Linked DNA regions of Mus musculus: region 1 is linked to region 2. Evidence: chromatin contacts called from public HiChIP or PLAC-seq data. All regions are on one chromosome and are shown on one strand. The core of a region is the stretch at or near the end of the contact, and the rest is flanking DNA. Distances in the headings are between cores, read along the strand shown. Region 1 holds the start of Atf2 (activating transcription factor 2). Region 2 overlaps Chrna1 (cholinergic receptor, nicotinic, alpha polypeptide 1 (muscle)).

Region 1 (7,161 bases), core at 2,776-5,275, 330 kb after region 2:
TCCATTAGACAAAATGAAAACATGTTAGAGAACATACTGAAAAAATCAAAAGTGGCGCATGCCTTAAATCCCAGAACTAAGGAGGCAGAGGCAGGCAGATCTCTGAGTCTGAGGCCATCTAGTCTACAGAGTGAGTTCCCAAACAACCAGGGCTACACAGAGAAACCTGTCTCAAATGAACAAAAACAACAGAGTAACAAAACAAAAGGTTAGAAAGAAAAGCTAATGGTACAGATGAATGTAAACATATACTACGAAAATTAACTCAAGTCCATTTACTATTTGCCAAGCATAATTACTGTTTTTCTAAGAACCTTCTAAAGGATCACAAGTCACTCACTACTATATTTCAAGTGTTTTTGTTTTTGTTTTTGATTTCTTGGATATTAATGTGGGGAAAGGCTGACAATTAGCAGTTAAAATATGGACCCAAGTAAATATACCTACACTCTCAAGATACAGTCATACCCCATGTTGTCCCCTGACCCCAAAGGAGCAGGATGAAGAGAAGAAATAATTATTTTAGAGGTAGTGATATGGCTCATCCAGCAAAACATTTGCCATGCAAACCTGACAACCTGAGTTCAATACCCATAATGCATGTAAGGTAGAAAGAAAAAGCTACCTCCATAAAGTTGTTCTGTCCACTAAACCCAAGTTGTAGCATGTACATGCCAATACAAGCACATTATACACATATACAATAGCAAATAAAACATACATTTAAATCCCTTTATGATTATAAAAAAGAACAAAGTAAGCATCATAGACTATCTTAAAATAAAAATATGTTTGAGGTTTGTCAATAAAAAATGAGAAGGTATATATATCACATACAAGTTTATAATTGTATATTTCATGTAATATGAAACACGTATTACAATTACCAATGGCCTTAAAGACTCATGCATTCTTCTATTTTCTATGAAATGATACCTTACTTTAACTCTTTAACTTTAAGAAACATAACAAAGAAAGTGTTTTTCTGCCATTTCCCCCCACAGACAAAAATAGTAATAGGGATCACTATATCTTCAACATTAGAGTTACATATAGGGCTAATGAGATGGTCCAGTGGGTAAAGCTCTTGCTGTTGAGCCTTATGACCAGGGTTCTATCCTCAGAACCCATGTGGTGGAAAGAGAACATTTACTCTTCAATGTTGTCCTTTAATCTCCATAAATATGCTATCATCCACACAGGCAAGAAGGCAGACAAGCAGTTAGACACATATAACTGTAAAATAAAAAAATTACATAAATAGATTTTGAGAAATGTATATCTCAATAAAAAAGAGCACACCTTTTAGTCCCAGTGGTCAGGAGGTAGAGGTAGGCAGGATCTCTGTGAGGTGGAGGCCAGCCTGGTCTACAAACAAGTTCCAGGATAGCCAACTACAGAGATAAGCCATGTCTGGAAACAACAAAATAAAAAGAGCTTTCCTAGCACGGTAGAAAAGCAAACAAAGGGCTGGAGAGATGGCTCAGCAGTTAAGAGTACCTGTTGTTCTTGCAGAGCAGCTGGGATAAGTTCCCAGCACCCACATGGTGGCTCATAATAATATGTAACTCTAGTTTTAGAGATTCAGGATTTAAGATGGTCTCTAAGGGCACTGCCCATAAATGGTACACATACATATATGCAAGCAAAACACAAAAATAAATAAATCTTAAAAACAAACATAGAACATGTTCCATTTCAGACAAGATTTCAGTCTATAGAAATAGATGTGAATATAAGATAGTCACAAAATGTTAAAACCATTGACTATATGACAGGTGGTTTTGTAGGCTACAAGTTAATACAGGGAGTACTATATGTATTAATTTCATACAGGTCAGTTGAATCATCCAATCACTTTCATTGAATTATCTAATTACTTTCATTGACTTCTAATCAAGGAGGGTTCCAATACAAATTTTTTTGTTTTGTTTTGTTTTCGAGACAGGGTTTCTCTGGGTAGCCCTGGCTGTCCTAGAACTCACTCTGTAGACCAGGCTAGCCTTGAACTCAGAAATCCGCCTGCCTCTGCCTGGGATTAAAGGCGTGCGCCACCACGCCCAGCTTCCAATACAAATTTTGCTTTAAATATAAGACTTACTTTTCTAAGGGCATTTCAATAAGAGTAACAAAAGAAAGTGATACCAGTTCACAGAAACACATATCATTTTGGAAGAGACTAAAGTCAAAAATGAGTGGAAACAGCATGTAAGGTAAAGTTATTTACTAGATCTAGCAATATAATTGATTAGGAGAGTACAGATAATAATTAAAACTCAAGTTTTCAAGTTTTCTTAAAAATAAAAAAAAACAAAAACAAACCTAGATTTCTTGACTTAATGTTAGTCATGAAATATTTAATGGATAGTATCATTTCAAAACAATATAGCTTTAAAATTTTAAAATACCCATGAAAACATCTCTAAACATCTCTCCAATTATTTATTAATGATTTTAAGACCTAGAACCTTAATTATCACTCAACTATCGATGGCCTTAAAGATCCATGTACTTAGTTTTCTTGGCTTATATAGGATATGTTTTTAGCATACTCTACAAAATATTTCTATACTTTTGAAAAAAGTTTATTGCAGGGATTCTTCAAATAGGTTTAGCAAATTTAAATACAAGACTCTTATTTCATCTAGAGTTAACTGTTTTAAAATAAGCCTTTATAAAGTCTTACCATTTGGGTGCTAGAGACCCAGGCCATTTGGCGCTAAATGAGTAGTATTCCTGGAACGGTTATTACTTGACAATGGCCAAGGGTTAAGAATTTCTTCAAACAGGACAAACTGAGCTCAGAACAGTCCGTGTTTGGTCAGATGTTAAAAACAGCATTACCTGCATCTGGTGTGAACGTGTCCCTAGTTTATAATCCCCAAGAAACTGTGACTTCCACAAGGTAAACTAGGTATTAGTCGATGGGCCTAGAGTCTATCATGAGTATCCCTTTTACTCAATTATACTGGTGGTAGTTTTACTCGACCTTCCCAGTTTAAGAGTCTCCATTAAAGAAGAGACAATTTTATAATACCTATGTGCATAAAAATAGTTCCCATCTCCTCCAAGGTCTGGTTCAATGAGTGAGCATCCCGGGGAGACATACACACATCTCTCCCTACCTCTCTTCCTTGTCCCTGGGGTAATAAAAGGCACAGATTATTTTCCTACAAAAGCTCTGCAGAACACCGGTCGAAGTAAATGGGGTGTGGGGGGGAATAGCAGAATCAACCTGCACCCACACCTCAGCCCCGCCCCACCTGGAAAGGGGGGGGTGGCGGCGGCGGGAGTGTGAGGGCGGCAGAAAGGACAGAAAAGGCCGAGACCACCAGCAGGTTCTCCATTACCATTGGCTCCATCACGTTCCACCGAGGCCAGAGACCCTTGCTTCCCAATCCTTCAACGCACCATCCCAAACCCTCGATCGCCCGAGTCCCCGGTGGGGAGCCCAGCGTGGGCCCTCTGGGCAGCGCGATCAAGGACTAGCGGCGGGGGTCTCCCCGACAGATGGGCGGATCCGAAGGGCGCCTCGGGGACCTCTCAAGTGACCACACCAGAGGAGAAGTCGGAGGGAGGGGTCGGAGAAGAGCCGTTATTCCTTCTCGCTCAGGCTTGGGAAAGCGCGCGAGGGAGGGGCCGGCCGGAGCCGCAGCGCGTTACCTAACGGTCCGGTCGCTCCGCCAGACCAGAGGCGGCAACGCGGCCACCGCCGTCCGTAGGGTTGGGGTCCACAGCAGGGGCGCAAAAGGGGTGGGAGGCGGGGGGTGGAGACTACAGGCAGCGACGTCGCCATGTTAGCACCTTCTTCCTCTGCATCCCTACAACCTCCAAGCCCGTGGCCCTTCCACCATTACTCACCTTTCCAGGTCACTAATTCATGGTCCTGCCAGCCACCCGCGAGCCCGGAGGCCGGCCGTGTTTACAAACTAGCCCCGGAGGAGAGGGCTGAATCGCACTTTAAAGGCCACGGGCTCCCACAGGCTTCCGTCCTCTCTCGCGAGATCCGACTGACAAACCTTCTCCCCGCCCCACTCCCGGCATCCCTGCCGCTTTCTTCTTGCGCCCCTCCCCTTCACGCACACGCCCCTTCCTGCTTTCCACCGAGGGAGCGCCCGCGGGTCAGGTGACTCCGTCGTGCCTCGGAAAAAGGGCGGGTCTTCAGGAGGGCGGGGGCGGGGAGGCGGGAACCAAAGAACACTCGGACGCGAGTGATTGGGCGAAAAGCACGAAAGGCGGGAAGCAGGTCCAAAGGGGCGTGGCCAAGGTGCCCAAGGACCGTTGTTTCGGTAACCAGGGAACTGCAGAAAGCTGTGATTGGCAGCCGTCGGGAGGCGGGCACGAGAAGCTGCACCGGATCTGGGGCGCGCGCGCAGGTGGCGGAGGAGCGAGCAGGAGGGCGTGGGCGGTGTGAGAGAAGAAAGGTGAGGTCGGGGAGCCTAAAGGAGCCCAGCCCTGGCGCCGGATGTCTCTGTCGTATTGGTTTCTGACTTCGCTAGGGATATGAGACTATGAAGGGAGAAGCGCTTCTGGACCACTCTCCGTGTACCGAGAAGCCAGAGCTGGAGAGAGAGCTACGCTTAAGGTTTTGGAGAGTCGGGGTTTGCCAGTCATCACCTCCGCCCCCATGTGCACACTGAAGCAAAATAAGTCAGCCCTGCGTAGAAAATAGAAACCTTTTCTTAGAGAGTTCTTTGTTCGGATTTTACTAAGCCAGAACTGGAGCCGATCTTCCCCACCACCCTATGTCAAGTATATGGTATATTACATACGAGTATGTTCAAAGGCAGTGATCAAAAGGAAATACACCGTCTTCCACCCCCATGTCACCATATTTTAAAACAAAGCAACGATCTTTTTCCTAGAGAAAAATTCTTGTAATTATGAGTGTTTCTTTTATCAAATTTCCTTTACTTAGTTAGATATAAAAATACAAATTTCAGGGACCGAAGAGATGTCTCAGCGGTTAACAGTACTGGATGCGAGCCGGGCGTGGTGGCTCACGCCTTTAATCCCAGCACTCGGAAGGCAGAGGCAGACGGATTTCTAAGTTCAAGGCCAGCCTGGTCTACAGAGTGAGTTCCAGGACATCCGCAAGTAACCCTTAAGCCGTCTATAACTCCACTTCCAGGGTACCTGACGTAGAATTAAGAAATTAATTAAAATTATTAATTTCAATAGAATCACTTCATTCATTTAAAGCTTAAGAGATCGGTATTAATTTTTTTATTTTTTTAAATTTTCGAGGCAGGGTTTCTCTGTGTAGCCCTGGCTGACCTGGAACTCACTCTGTAGACCAGGCTGGCCTCGAACTCAGAAATCCGCCTGCCTCTGCCTCCCAAGTGCTGGGATTAAAGGCATGCGCCACCACGTCCGGTTTGGTTAATGTTTTAAGGAGGACTAAAGGACGCCAATGAGAACCCAGCAGAGAAGAGGCATTCTTCCCACAATATTTTCCTTTGCTCTATAAATTGTAGTGCCAAAGAAATGCCTGTTAATGTAGGAAGTAGGTTTCAAAAAAACTAGGGGGCGGGGCGGGGGAAGGAACTGGACAGATGGTTAGGAGTGCTTGCTGATGTTGCAGAGCACCCAAGTTTAGTTTCCTATCACCACATACCTGCTCAGCTGCTCATAAAAGCGGGGTGGGGGTGGGGATCGGACAACCTCTTCCAGCCTCCGTGGGCATGTGGTGCACATTCGTTTATGCAGTCAAACACTCATACACACAAAGTAATGTCCTTAAAATTGGGGGCAAGAAGAAGGACGACTGATTAGTGTAATGACAATGAAAGAGACAGACCTTTACAGACCTTTACAATTCCATAACTGGTTCAGGTGCACTACTCCTAAACATACTTATTCCTACTGAAGATTTTGGTGCTTATTTTAGGGATGTTGGTTGTCCAATAAATATGTACAAGTTGCAAAATGTGATTAAGGCGCCTGTGAAATCTTGCACTGATTTTTAAAAAGCAAGCCTTTTTTTTTAGTATCATGCTTTTCCATTTGTTAAATGCGTATTTCTAATTTAGATTTATGAATACAATTCGTGTCTTTACATAAAATACACCCAATTTCTCCACGCCAAGTGAATCTAAAATTGTAAGTTTGTCTGGAATAGTATCTGAGAGTTAATGAGCCTGCCGTCTAATAATGATGCCTAGCATGAAAGTGAAATTGTAATGTCACTGGACCTTCTAATAGGTTGCTGGCCTGTATACATGTACGTGAGCCAACTCAATCTTCCTTTAAAACTAGCTTAATTACTTGAGAAACCTGAAAGAAACCAGATTATTAACACTGTCGGTTCTGAAGTTAGAAAGAAAGTACCATCTTGTAAACTTAGTAACAGTGCAGTAATGTCAATAGACTTGAACACTAATTATATCAGCAAGGTGTCAGCTGCTCATTACTGGTTGGAAGGCTAACAGACAAGAATATAGGCCTGCCAGATCATAAGTTGCTAGGTCCAGATGACTGTCTCTAAGATGCTGCTTTCCTCCAGCCGACAATATCTAACCCAAGGGGAAAAAAACCTAAAAATGTTAAAGCACTTCAAAAGAACTTTGTCCATTAGAATTGAGTTTTTACATTGCTTTTTCACCATGTATATTAAAACACTTTTTGTTTGTTTCTGTTTTTTACTATGTAGTCCTAACTGTCCTGGAACTTGCTCTGTAGACCTGGTGAGCCTTGAACTAACAGAGATCTGTCTGTCTCTGTCTCTGCCTCTGCTGGGTTATAGGTGTGTGTATACCACCACCAAGACCACCACCATCACCTGGGTAAAAATGGAAATTCTTGTCTCCAGATTGATTTATTTTCATCTCAAGTGACAGTAGCTTTGGCATTAGATTTTCTGCTATCAAGTTATTATCTATATCAAGATATTATCTATATCAAGTTATTATCTATATCAAAATAGTATCTATATCAAGTTATTATCTACACCTGGTACTGTTAGATCTCAAACCCAGCTCTCCTAAGCTAAATGTCTCCAGTCTAGGGGCAGGGCTGCCCTCCCCTATATAATCCAGCCAAAGCCTGTGGCAGGTAGGGACTGAGGGATACTGAAAGAGCATGGTGGCCAGGTCCACTGTAATATGTTACATAGGCACCTCAGTTAGCTCTCTGTCCTAGGTTTGATGCCTAGAAGTACTA
Region 2 (6,811 bases), core at 1,739-4,238:
GTGCTGGAACGCTGAAGCTCATTCCAGCTGCTACAGTGTCCCTGTTCTCACCAGCGTGACAAGCATCACCACCAGGATGCAAGAAGGTCCGTCCTCACATGGAGAGAGGGAAAGAGGAAGGGAGGGAGGGAGGGACGGAGGGACGGAGGGACGGAGGGAGGGAGGGAGGGAGGGAGAAGCTCTCTGGCATGCCTCTCCTTGTCAAAACACACTCAAGACTCTCCCTAAGGCTGGTTACCTCCCAAAGGCCCCATCTTCCAATACAGTTGCAAAGAAGTTAGGGTTTAGCATATAAAAGTGGGGGACACAGTAGTGCAGACACTTCAGTCTTTACTGCAACCCCAATGAGTGTGTGGGTGCGTGTGAATGCTGCCTCAACACCCAGGTTGGGGAAATTCATTGTAAGAACCCTCCTCAGTCCTGAGACACCCCGCCCCCTACATTGGGTCCTCCAGTCCTGATCCTGAAAACTCATCTCTATCAGATAGCACCTGCCTTGTGTTCTTGGTCCTCATTTCTCCGGAAGTCAGCCTGCCAACCCAATAGATGTACAGGCACACGGAACTCACAGGCTGGACCCTTTCACAAACACCACTAGGTGGCGATAGTTCCCGGAAGTCCCTGTACCGATTTTACTGGTAGCCTTCTGAAAATCAGGCTTGAACTAATGAGACGCTGGCTTGAGGACAGAATGACAGAGCCATTTTTGGAGTTTAATGGAGCGCACATTGATGCAGTACTGTAGCTACACGGGGCCAAGCTGTCTAGGATGGGGGTGGGGTGGAGTGGAGAACATGGGGGGAAGGTCATGGCTGCTTGGAAAGCAATGGACTGTATGGTGATAGGGCTGAGTAGATGCTCAGTGGTAACACGCTTGCCTTCCAAGCACCTGGCTTTGATCCTTAGAACTCCCACTTAAAAACAAAAAGTAGGGAACAGCAGCCACACACTTGAAATCCCGACTCTGGGAAGTCAGAGTCAGCGGATCCACAAGATCACCAGCCAACCAGCCTAGCATCTGCAAGAGAGCCTGCCTTTTAAAAAGACGGTGGTTGAGAGCTGGAGAGATGGCTCAGCCACTAAAGACTAGACTCACAACCAAAATATCAGAATGGTTAGTGACACCTGGGGAATGACATCAGAGGTTCTCTGGCCACAGACACATGCACAGAGAACACGTGTACCAAAAAAAAAAAAGACATGGCCAAAGGGCAGGATTTGTGATCTGAGAGAACTCACTGGAGGTCTTGACTTCCTAGTGTATGAAGCATGCCTTCCGTGTATCCCCAGACTCTGTAGTGAGAGCTCAGGGCTGAGGCCTTTGGTTTACCCTTGTTAGAGCGTACACAGACATAGATTGTGGCGCTTCACCCATTTTTAGGAACACAGCTCTCGGGTATCAATGCTGTGTGGTCAGCACAGCAGTCCGCCTCCCGAACTTTTCATCTTGCCATAGTGAAAGTCTGTTCCCATGAACGATAACTCCTAATTTCCCCTCCACACCCCACACCCCCCCGCCCCAGCCTCCCACAGCCTCTTCTCCATTTCTACCTGAGTATTTCTAAGGACCTTGTGTAAGTGGAGTTTACCTTGTGGCCACATGGTCATGTGACCAGGTGTGGGGTTTCAGAAAAACTGGGCAGCAGAAACAGGTTCCGGATGTGCAATTACCAAAAGTTAGCTCAAAAATCAAACACAGCGTGATTCTGAGATCTTCTGTGGCAGTGTTTGTACGAGTTGCCTTGTGGTCTGAACACACACGAACACTGCACGGTGCACGCCATCACGATATGCAACACCAGTGAACACACTGATTTACCTCTGCTCAGATTTGATACTATTGAATGTCATGAACTGCGGTGACCTTACTCTCTTAGAGCATATTATGTTTAATTACTGAAAACAGAGACTTGTGATATTTACCTTCCATTGTCCCAGGCAAGTAAGTATCAAATTTGTTTATCTTTAGATGCGATTGTGTTAGACAAAAAATAAACACACCCCTCTCAAAAGCAAATTTATTTTTTATCCTTAATAGGTGATAAAATGCTATGCATGTCAGAGAATTTTTTTAATTAAATTTCTTTGTTATTTATTTTTATACATATTTTATATTTCTACATAACATTTCTCAAGCAAAAAGTGGTCGTGAGTAGAAAAAGCTAAAGAATTAGATCAACTGACAAAATGCTTGTTTTTAGATCTGAGTAAGAGCCCCAGAACCCATGCCAACTAAATTGTTTGCAGAAAGAGGAGACAGGCAGATCTCGGAATGGCCTGCCTAGCCAGCCTAAACTACTTGGCAAGTTCCAGGCCAGTGAGAAACTCTATCTCAAAAACAACAACAAAACAAAAAGGCGATGGCCCCCCAGGCCTACACACATACACCCCAAAACCCATTCTCCACATCCCTTTTGCTTGTCGTCTGTGGGTTGGAGCCTAGACCGCTTTCTCTGGCTCTTGCCTTCTGTGCGCGTTCTCATACAAATTGTGTAAGTCTTTCTTTCGATTTCTTTGGCTCTCTACCTGGGAATGGGACTGCTGAGTGACTTGGTGACCCGAGTGTGACTTTCTGAGAAACTGCCAATTGTTTCCACTTTAAAGTGCAAACTATTTGAGATGAAAGAGCCCAGCACTGGTGCAGGGGTGATGGGAAGTCCCTCAGGAGATTGAAGCCACCTGGGCTCGCACTGGCCTCCTGGTTATGCAGTTTATAGCTCTCCCTGGAGATGACGGATCAGATGTGTTTGTGATTCAAAGGCCTTTTCTGCGTCCAGAGCCACACGGCTTCTTGGTCTGGGTAAATTGTACTAGAGCCTAGAGTTTGGCACAGAGAATTTATTTTTCAGATTTCAGAAATGGTGATGGTGTGTGCATACGTTTCTGGTTCCATTCATAGGGCCTGAACTCCAAACATGATTGCGTCCAAGGACTGAAGGAAAAGCCAGGGGTTTTAATTGAGAAGGCAGGAAATAGGATATCACAGAGTCCCCACCAACACAGACCAGAACTACTTAGATCACGCCAGGCATGCTGGGAGAGCAGGGAGCAGGTGACCCCATCAGCTGCAAGTCGGTTTAGAATCCCTTTTCTTTTTGACTTTTAAAAAAAATATTTGGGGCTGGTGAGATGGCTCAGTGGGTAAGAGCACCCGACTGTTCTTCTGAAGGTCCAGAGTTCAAATCCCAGCAACCACATGGTGGCTCACAACCATCTGTAACAAGATCTGATGCCCTCTTCTGGAGTGTCTGAAGACAGCTACAGTGTATTTACATATAATAAATAAATAAATCTTTAAAAAATATTTGTTTGTTTGTTTATGTATTTATGTGTGAGTGCTTTGTATATGCACACCTGCACACCAGCAGAGGGCATCAGATCCCACTGTAGATGGTTGTGAGCCACCATGCACCCTGTGGTTGCTGGGAATGATCTTAACCATAGAGCCATCTCTCCAGCCCCTGTTTTAGAATCTTAAGTTCTGTCTGGGTTCAGATCTCAGTTCTTCTACTTCTAGATGGAGCAGAGTTTAACTTTCCCCAAAAATTTTTTTTTCCATTTGTAAATTAGGGACATTATGGAGACTGTGTAAAACAATTTGGATAAAATAAACCCATGCGGGCGAGACGATTCTCATGGGGTCAGAGGCACACCCTTGATGAGGATGGGATCTGCCCTTCCTCGGGTCCTGAGAACAAAATCCAGGGGCTCCGTTAAGTTGGGAGAGCTGAGGCTCAGTTATAGCTCTGTGTGCAAAGCTCTAGGTACAATCCCAAGGAATCCCAAGCGCCCTTTCAAGAAGGCCTCTCAAACAGAAATCACTTAAGAAAGCATTCTCCCTCTCCTGGTTTCAGAAGTCTACTTTAAACCATGAGGTTTTGATACTATTTGTATGTGATCGCCCTAAAATTACCTTTGGGCCAGTGAAATGGATTAAGCAGGTAAAAGTAGTTTTTTGCTGGACAAACCTAACGACCTAAATTCTATCCTAGGACCTATGAAAAGCTGGAGATGGCGGCATGCATCTGGAATCCCTGCACTCTGTTCATGGGCCGAGAAGTATAGAAAGGAAAATGCCCCAGGAAGCTTTACATGAGAATGTAACACAGCGGCAGAAATCACAAGATACTTTGCCTCAAATGAGATAAAAGATGAGAACTAACTCCTAAAAGTTGTCCCCCAATTTCATCAATGTGTGCGAGTATGTACACACACACACACACACACACACACACACACACACAATTTTTTTTTAAGTTTAAAGTTACCTAATTTCCTTTCTACCACTTCCTTTGTGTCCACATCAAATCTGGGGAATCTGGTAGACACGACTTTTCTAGTAGGTATGAAACCGTGTGTCTTAAGTAAGGGACTCTCAGCACTTTAAAAATAAAAATTAACTGAGCCCGATAGGTGGGTGGTTCAGTGGTTAAGAACACTGGGTGCTCTTCCAGAGGGCCTGATTCCCAGGTTCCATGTGGACGCTCACAACCATTTGTAGTTCCAGTTCTAGGAGATGGGATACCTTCTTCTGACCTTCATGGACACTAGGCGTGTATGTGAGACATACACGTAGGCGGATCACTCATATAAGTACAATTATATTTATTAAAGGAAAGAAAACAAAAACAACTAGCCATGGCAATACAAACAGAAAACCTTGAGTATCCAAGCAAAACTCTCCCAGGGGCCATTTAGAAGCAAACACTTCTTTTGAGGGCTCACTTTTATTTACTTCAAAGGGTTCGCCCTTTAAGGAGGCCCATAGTGTTAAAAGCAGAAGCAAAGGGGAGACACTTCAAGAATACAGCCGTGTGAGCAGAGATCACTCTCATTAACATGTAGGACATGTAGAACACTGCATGTTTGGTAAGTGTGAAAGGATTCAAGGAGACAGACCTTCCTCTCTTCCATCTTTCCTAGCGATGGCTATGGCTGGGACAGAGGTAGGCTTAGCTCAGCCTCTGCTCATCCTTGTTGATGTAACTCAATGAGCCGACCTGCAAACACAGCCAGCGTCCCGATGAGACACACCAGCATAAAGACTCCGAGGAGGATGTGATCCATCACCATGGCAACATACTTCCATTCCTCAGCGGCCTGGGGGAAGCAGAGGGCGTTAGATAGGAATCCCCTGAGATGGGACACAGGCTCATAGCGCCCCCTACTGGCCTGGCCTTCAATATGTAAACCTCCAAACCTCAACACCTGATATTACAACCTTTAGTTTTTGCATAATTAAGCCAAAATGACTTACTATAGTTGCCAGAGATAGTCAACACAGTGCATCTGAAGTTAGTAACTAGAGCTTGAAGCCAATTCATTGGTCAACCTCCCTGTCACACTTATGCATTTAATCATTTAGACCCAGAGGTGTGTTAGCTTAGAGGTTGTGGCGCAAACCTTTGGTCTTAGCACTCAGAAGGCAGAGGCAGGCAGATAGATAGACAGACAGACAGACCCGGAGGTGTGGACTGGGAGCCACACAGCTTACGTTATTGGACTCCTGGTCTGACTTCATGGTCTCTGCAATGTACTTCACGCCCTCGATGGCGCTTTTCACCTCAGGGTGCTTGATCAGCGGAGAGTGAAAGCCCATAGGTGGAGGACCCGGCTTCCCAGAGATGTCAGATATATCTATGTCTTCTGTAAAAATCCTTTTCTCTTGTTTATCTCTGGATGGTCTTTTCATTGTGGAGAAAAACATGATGTTTGGGATAGTGTCGATAAAAACCTGACATAAAAAAGAAATTCTTGGCATGAGACTTTTTGTCAGTATTTACAGAATCACTGACTTTGGGTAAGCAATGTGATCTTGGACAAGTCACCCAGCATTTCTAGACCTCACCCTCCTTGTCCTTAAAACAAAAGGACTGTACTAGAGGGCAAAGGCTCCAGGCTGCATTCTACAGCTATGATTCTGTAATGTAAGCAGTTAGCCACTGGAGGGAGCCTGTGTGCAGTCGCCAACGCTGCATTATACTTCAGACTCTTCCGCAGGCAACAGAAAGTTCCTGACAGTCTGTGATTAAAGACCGCTCCTGCAGCCTCAAGTATACAAACACTTAGCCTCACAAAATAACTACTATTTTTCTTCTTCTTCTTCTTCCGTTGTTGTTGTTGTTGTTCCTGCTGTTAAGTATACAGAGGTCTTGCCCAGAGACGTCATCTACAGATTCGGTTAGTCTCCTCCTACATGGTAAGCCAGTATTACTGACACCAACACAGTTCAGTATCTCTATGACATTTATCAAAGTGGGCATATCTGGTTGGGGGACATAGCTCAGCAGGACAGTGCTTGTTAAGAATGTTCACAGCTCTGAGTTCAATCCCCAGCGTGACCACAAAATTAATTAAAATAAAAACATATGTGAATGGGAATGGGTGGGTAGGGAAGTGGGGGGGAGGGTATGGGGGACTTTTGGGATAGCATTGGAAATGTAATTGAGGAAAATACGTAATAAATAAATAAATAATTAAAAAAACCATATGTGAAGTATTAACACATTTTTAGTTCAATAATATAAATATTTGTGAGCACACACCTTACATAGGTCCCTCCTTTCTCTCTCTCTCTCTGTTCTGTTCTCCATGACGATTTTCACCAGTGAAAATACTCATGTCTATTCACAAATTGGAAAATACACCAATAAAAAGCTGAAGAATGCCCACGCATAAGACAGGGGTCTATTAATCTCCAATCAGAGTCCATAAACTCGAATTGGAAGTGGGCTTAACTCGGTCTACTTTTCCACTGTCTCCGGGAAGGCTACATGAGCTGCTCCCGCAAGGAAGCCCAGAAAGAACTAAG

The links. HiChIP or PLAC-seq counts read pairs in DNA pulled down with a chosen protein or histone mark.
Region 1: an H3K4me3 HiChIP or PLAC-seq map of the 230-238 cell line shows a contact between it and region 2, with 22 read pairs. The contact joins the promoter of Atf2 here to the enhancer-like site in region 2. A contact is called at or near these places in 5 of 39 promoter capture datasets (cranial neural crest, embryonic stem cells, frontonasal cranial neural crest and 2 more), 1 of 15 datasets of contacts at CTCF or cohesin (large pre-B cells), 19 of 484 Hi-C or Micro-C datasets (the C2C12 cell line, the MC3T3-E1 cell line, the N1E-115 cell line and 11 more), 39 of 115 datasets of contacts at active chromatin or transcription factors (the 230-238 cell line, the NIH/3T3 cell line, the SCID.adh cell line and 18 more) and 2 of 9 other capture datasets (adipose tissue and embryonic stem cells).

Annotation. Positions count from the first base shown.
Region 1 is chr2:73,888,614-73,895,774 of GRCm38.p6, forward strand. It overlaps Atf2 (activating transcription factor 2), which reads right to left and starts at 4,026. Exons shown (of 15, transcript NM_001025093.2): 1 at 3,862-4,026. It overlaps Gm10822 (a long non-coding RNA gene), which reads left to right and starts at 3,795. Exons shown (of 3, transcript XR_003953852.1): 1 at 3,795-4,126; 2 at 4,298-4,424.
Region 2 is chr2:73,561,208-73,568,018 of GRCm38.p6, forward strand. Chrna1 (cholinergic receptor, nicotinic, alpha polypeptide 1 (muscle)) reads right to left here. Exons shown (of 9, transcript NM_007389.5): 8 at 5,495-5,734; 9 at 2,074-5,100. The coding sequence ends at 4,969. It overlaps Gm30940 (a long non-coding RNA gene), which reads left to right. Exons shown (of 2, transcript XR_866434.2): 1 at 1-86; 2 at 3,993-4,171. Among named protein-coding and RNA genes, the nearest start is that of Gm30940, 3.4 kb to the left of the region's middle. Within about 2 kb of position 2,989, at least 3 of the 459 cell types and tissues checked have an H3K27ac peak or open chromatin away from gene starts, as enhancers often do. A contact at or near this core is called in the 230-238 cell line, where this site is marked.